Regions from separate parts of the Mus musculus genome. Here region 2 is linked to region 1. A link is a contact called in public promoter capture Hi-C data. All regions are on one chromosome and are shown on one strand. The core of a region is the stretch at or near the end of the contact, and the rest is flanking DNA. Distances in the headings are between cores, read along the strand shown. Region 1 holds the start of Fgfbp3 (fibroblast growth factor binding protein 3). Region 2 overlaps Ide (insulin degrading enzyme).

Region 1 (3,090 bases), core at 189-2,688:
CTCTCCCTAGTCTACAATTTTCCCATACTTGATATAAATCTATTTGTTTCCACTTTTTCTTCTGCTCTTAAATCAGAGCTGAGATGCTTTAAAAAATAAAAATAAACATAAAATAAAAAACAAAAGCCCTCTCCAGCTGCTTCAGATTCTTCTTACCCTGACCCCTGACCCATTTTGGAATCCCGACTAGCCGACTAGCTTATTCTCCATCCCGGTTCCCTGTCCAAGGACATCTCCCGCCTCGGCTGCGCTACCCTCTGCTTCTCAGCACCTACCCCTAGTGCCCCTTGCCAGCCCGCAGCCTCAGCCATTCCAGAAGTTGACAAAGAAGTTGCAAAGGGAATGCCACTTCTCGGTGCAGTAGGTCTCAGTGAGCTCGGCATTCTGGTCCAGCCCATTGGGTTGGAATCCGGCCGCCGCAGGAGGCTCCGGAACTGGGTCTGAGCCCGCTTTCCTCCCGCCCGAGTTGGACTTCACTAGCAAGGGCTTCTTTTCCGGCTGGGAGCTTGGGGACCGCACCGACTGTCGCGACCGAGCCGGGCTCCGCGCCCTGGACCGGGGCGGCTCGCTGGGACGCGCGGGTAGGCTGGGGTGAGCGGGCGAGTGCAGGTCTGAGCCAGCCGTCTTGCGGGCGCACAGGCGTGGCGGCAGCGGCGCGGGGTCCAGGCAGGGCCGTGGTCTCCTGCGCAGCGCGCCCAGCAGCCGTCTCCAGTAGTGCGCGCGCCGGGCGCCGGTGGCCGCGCAGCGCTCCGGATGCCCGCGGTAGGCGCAATGCAGACTCGCCCCGCCCGGGGTCTGGCAGCGCAAGGCCAGCTCTCCGCCAGTCGGCGTCCCCGGGGCGGGTACCAAGAGCTGCCAGCTGCACGCGTGCTGCTCTGGACTCACGAAGCGACCGGAGGAGCCGACCGTGGGTCGGGAGGCCCGGGTCACTTCCCTGCCTGCTGCCCCCTTGTCCCTCCCGGCAGCCGAGAGGAGGCAGCCTCCCAGCAGCAACAGCAGCGTCAGCGGGGAGAGCGACGCCCGCGGCCTCGGAGGACTCATGCCCGCGTTGGCCATGCCACTCTGGGATTCCTGGGACCTCAGCGCAGGCAACAGGAGGCAAGGAGCATCCTAGGATCTGCGAATGAAGGCTACGGATGAGTCCCGCTCAGCCCTCTCCCTGGACACAGGAACCTGCCAACTCTCCTGACCGGACTTTCCCGAAACCAGTGTTCTCAGTTAGCAGGGAGAAGCCCCTTTAAAGAGCTGTCTGTCCTAAGGGAACAACTTAATGTTTAAGGAATCGTTTTTTAACATTCACTAAAATAGAAAAATGAAGTTTAATGATCACGCAACCACACACCCTCCACCCGTCACCAAACTGTCTACAAAATTATTTCAGATTAATCGGATACATGTACTTTTAGCTTACCGAATTCTAGAAGAGGTGGAAGGGCCCTATTGGAGTAGAGCGAATGACTGCATAAGGGATTAGTCTGTTTTAAACGGCTGTGAATGAACCTGTTATCAATGGGACAGAAGGGGCCTCCCCCTTCATGCCCCTCCCAGACTTCTCTCAGTAGGTTTCGGCCACTGCTAACACACACAGAAGATACACCCGCGTGCAGAAGCACGCGGAAGTGATAGAAGCAGCCATGTGACATGAAATATAAAATGCTGTATTTTGCTCTCACCGCTGAAAATAAGACAAATGTTAACAAAACTTTCTTTCCTTTTGAAACTTGTACATATTTATCTGGTCTATATATAGTTAAGAAAGATGAAATGAAACAATAATATTCAGAACCAGATGCTATTTGCAGGTTTTTTTTTGTTTTGTTTTGGTTTTTTTCGTTTTGCATTGCATGTATTTCTTCTGTGTGTGTGTACCCCAGAGATCCAACTCAGTTTGTAGGGCCCGGTGGGGTGACAAGTGCCTTTGCCTACTGAGTCATCTCAAAGGCCCCACTATTTTCAGTCTTTCTATTTATCATGTCACTCAGTTCTGTATTTTCATCAGTACATCCAAGTAGGGACATTTTGGTTTTTAACTATTTGGGATATGATAGATTAGTTCTAAATATTTTTTCAGAACTCAAAGGTCCTAAAAGGAATGATTTGCTTTGTGGTAGAAAAGTAATACAAATTCAAGTGGTGTAATGTTTAAGTAGTAATCTGTTCTTTGTATGCCTCTGTAGGAGGATAGAATTTGGGTTGGGTTAATTTTGCTGTTGTTTGTTTGTTTGTTTTTGGTTTTTCGAGACAGGGTTTCTTTGTGTAGCCCTGGCTGTCCTGGAACTCACTTTGTAGATCAGGCTGGCCTCGAACTCAGAAATCCGCCTGCCTCTGCCTCCCGAGTGCTGGGATTAAAAGCAAGCGCCACCACCGCCACCCACCTGCAAATTTTTTTTGTTTTGTTTTTTTTTTAAGGTTTATTTATTATTATATATAAGTACACTGTAGCTGTCTTCAGATGTGCCAGAAGAGGGCATCAGGTCTCATTATGGGTGGTTGTGAGCCACCATGTGGTTGCTGGGATTTGAACTCAGAACCATCAGAAGAGAGTTCTTACTCGCTGAGCCATCTCGCCAGCCCAAGGTTTATATATATATATATATAACATTTATAAAATAAAAAGAGAATTTTACATTTGTTTATTGTTTACTTGGTGTGTGTGCTCAAATGCTACAGTATACGTGAGGAAGTCAGAAGACAAGTTTCAGGAGTCTACTATCTCCTCCCACCTTGCAAGTCTCAAGAATTGAAGGATTCAACTCAGGTGGTTAGGTTTAGCAGCAAGTCTCTAATTTGCTGAGCCATCTTAGAAGACTCCCTTTTTAAAAACAGGGTCTCTTGGATCTTGAGTTTATTGTGTATCTGACTGTGACCTTGTATTTTAAGCAAAGTTATTTTTAAGCTTTGGGATTTTATATTCATCTCACTTTTAGCTCCATAGTATGTGGTCTTTTTTTACTTTAAGAGTATATTGCCGGGGCTGGTGAGATGGCTCAGTGGGTAAGAGCACCCGACTGCTCTTCCGAAGGTCCAGAGTTCAAATCCCAGCAACCACATGGTGGCTCACAACCATCTGTAACGAGATATGATGCCCTC
Region 2 (3,090 bases), core at 287-2,786, 390 kb after region 1:
ACCCCGCACTGGGACAAAGCCCATTTGAACCTTTTAGGTTGAGGAATTCTAGACAATTAGCTTGGCTGAGTTAGCATAGTCAGTTGGTTCTGTTTCTGTCTCACAGTCCACATCAATAACTAGGTCTGCATCAGCATTGGCTCGCTCTATTGGTTCCCCCAGGCTGACTGGAGCCTCTGAATGCTGCCCTCACAGTCGAATGCCTAGTGCTGCCATCAACACACTCATCTGCTCAATCCCACCCACTGTCAGAATCTCCAATTCTCTTTCCATTTTCATGTGTCAAGTGTATGTGTGTGTAGGGGGAGGTGGTGATGTGTGCATGTGGTAGTCCTAGGTGATGCTGTAAATTGTCCTCAATACTTTTCCACTCTACTCACTAAGGCAGGCTCTCTCAAGCAAACCCAGAGCTCGCCAATACTGTTAGTCTCCCTAGTGAGATTGCCTAGAGATTCCATCTCTTCCTTCCAAGACTGGAATTGCAAGTGGGCCTCCAAGGCCATCTGTCACTTACATGGTTCTAGCAAGCACTTTAACCACTAAGCCAGAAAACAGGCTCTGAGTGGATTCATCATGAATAACAAGTCGCAAATTAATATAATTATTTATGACTTATACTAGGGACCCAGCAAAGACACTCTTGCTGCACCTTGACAGAGTTTGATAAAGACACTGACTGGTCGGGCATAAGAAAGTGAGTTCTGAGGATAAACTAGAACAGGCGCACCCACAGACCAGCAAACAGTATCAGCACTGAAAAGAAACATCTCTACCTTAGAGTTAAAGAGCTCCCTCCTTGGATGGAAACTCCTTAGGTTGTACAGCATAACAGTAGCACACTGATGGGCCGAGTTAAATAACCTCTCCCGGTCTTTTCACTCTGAGCCTTTCCTTCCCTGGTTGCAATATTAAACTTGTCTCAGTGGGATTTAAAAAGTAAAATGTGAGCAGGGCAGTGGTGGCGCACGCCTTTAATCCCGGCACTTGGGAGTCGGAGGCAGGTGGATTTCTGAGTTCGAGGCCAGTCTGGTCTACAGAGTGAGTTCCAGGACAGCCAGGGCTACATACAGACACCTTGTCTTAAAAAACAAAAACAAAAACAAAAACAAAAAAACTACATGTACCTTTAAGCAACACAGTTCTTGCCTGGCAGCTGGCAAGATTACCACAGGCTGTTCTGCACTTCCTTAGTGAGCGGCCCCAGTTACAGTGACAGCAATCACAGATCTAAGCCTCTATAGGAAAAACACTTTTCTTTAAAGTGACAGTAAGCAGAAAAAGAGAGTCTTAAAGTCTAATTGCACAAGATAGCAAATTTAGAAACAGCAATTTAATCACACGTAAGCATGGGCTCCGGCACACGCACTCCCCAAAATGACTGACTTTAAGCAGCAAAGATTACTATTTAAATCATGATTTCTCAAGGGTGTGCGTGTGTTTGAAACATGTCATGTATGTGGGTACATGTTACATTGTGCATGTATGGAAGGTCTGAGAGAAACTTTGGAGAGTCACCGCAATGTGGGTTCTAGGGTTCAAATCAGGTCGCCAGGCGTGCACGGCAGGCATGCTTACTTGCTGATACACTGTGGGGTCCTGCTATATATATAGCCCATGCTCAAATAGACCTCAAATTCACTATATATCCCAGGCTGATCTCAAACTTGCCACCATACCCAGATGTCTTGTAGTTTCTGTGTGGAGGTCTTGTTCACTTTTAGTTAAATGCCTAAGTATTTTATGGTTTTGTTGTTTTTAATAAATATTTTAACTTCCCCATTTTCTGTGTTGCAATATACAGAACTGCAGTGGAGTTCGGGAGTTTGGCCTCATAGCCCACACCTCCTGCTATATCAGTTACAGCATCTGATTCACGCAAACTCTACCTCTTCTCCATCTAGGAATGAGCAGCTTCAGCTATATTAGTATTTAATTGTCAACTTTATTATTCAAAAAAGCAAAGTTCCTGACTTTTTTATTCTTTAGTATTTAAGTGAATTATCTGCAGCTGTAGGCATATAAGTAACTAGGCCATATATCTTAGCTTCTTTAACAACTAGTTTTTGAGTAAGATTTTCCGGATTACAATCAGCATTGAGTAACTGAGGATTAGACAACAACCATGGACTTACAATACTGGTACAAGACAGAGGCAGGCGTGGCGGGCACACCTGTGATCTCAGTGCCTGAAGATGAAGGCAGGAGACACAGGAGTCCAGGCTTATCCTCATGGCCAGCCTGGACCATGAGAGTCTTAAAAGACTGTAATTCTGAGTCTTAGGAGGGAGAGATGGGAGGAGCCATGAAGCTTTGAAGCCAGTCTGATTTACGTAGCAATTTATAGGCCAGTGAGGCTATAAAATGAGGACACACCCCCCCTTCAAAATACAGAACTTGGGCTGGAGAGATGGCCCAGTGGCTAAGGGCACTTGGAATTCTTCCAGGAGACTTAAACTCAGCTCCCAGCACCCACACTGGGTGACTAACAACCACCTGTAATGCCAGCTCCAAGAAACCTAATTCCCTCTGATTTCTAAGGGCATCCCACACATGGGGCACACAGCACTCAAAGACACAATTAATTGAATCAAAATAGATCTTACAAACAAACAAAGAAATTGAACACAAGATAGACTATAATTTGTTGTGATTGGATACATAAAACAGATTTAATTTCTGTACGATCTCATAACTTATTTTCACTGGGAAAGATTTCTAAACTTTGACCCTTAATGTATTTTTTTAAACAAAAAGTAAGGCATTTAATACTTTTATATTGATAAGGCATTTAATACTTAGCACTTAACATAGTCTGATAATAATCCATACTAATCTGAACGTTTTCCCCATTTCGTCACTAAATAAAATGCTCTAAATCCTCGCTCCAGATGGACAGTGTCAGCTGTGCTGGGTGAGAGGACACCTGGCCTGTGTCCATGGCTGTATTACTCTCGCCTGGTAATTTATCTGCTATGAGAGGCCAAGACTATAGGAAATCTGAGTTTGAACTGGTTTGTTTTTTTTTTCTCTTATGTATTTCTACCCCTGGACTTTATAGAGGGTGGAGGAGGGAGCTGGGCTGCAGCTGAG

The links. Promoter capture Hi-C pulls out the DNA fragments that hold promoters and counts their contacts.
Region 2: a promoter capture Hi-C map of hematopoietic stem and progenitor cells shows a contact between it and region 1. A contact is called at or near these places in 8 of 39 promoter capture datasets (the 3T3-L1 cell line, the HPC-7 cell line, cranial neural crest and 4 more), 1 of 484 Hi-C or Micro-C datasets (cerebral cortex), 5 of 130 datasets of targeted methods (bone marrow-derived dendritic cells, epiblast stem cells, forebrain and 2 more) and 4 of 9 other capture datasets (adipose tissue, liver, macrophages and 1 more).

What each region holds. Positions count from the first base shown.
Region 1 is chr19:36,918,161-36,921,250 of GRCm38.p6, forward strand. It overlaps Fgfbp3 (fibroblast growth factor binding protein 3), which reads right to left and starts at 1,439. Exons shown (of 2, transcript NM_028263.1): 1 at 1,412-1,439; 2 at 1-1,117. The coding sequence starts at 1,056. The coding sequence ends at 304.
Region 2 is chr19:37,306,210-37,309,299 of GRCm38.p6, forward strand. The region is part of intron 11 of Ide (insulin degrading enzyme); the gene reads right to left. Among named protein-coding and RNA genes, the nearest start is that of Ide, 27 kb to the right of the region's middle.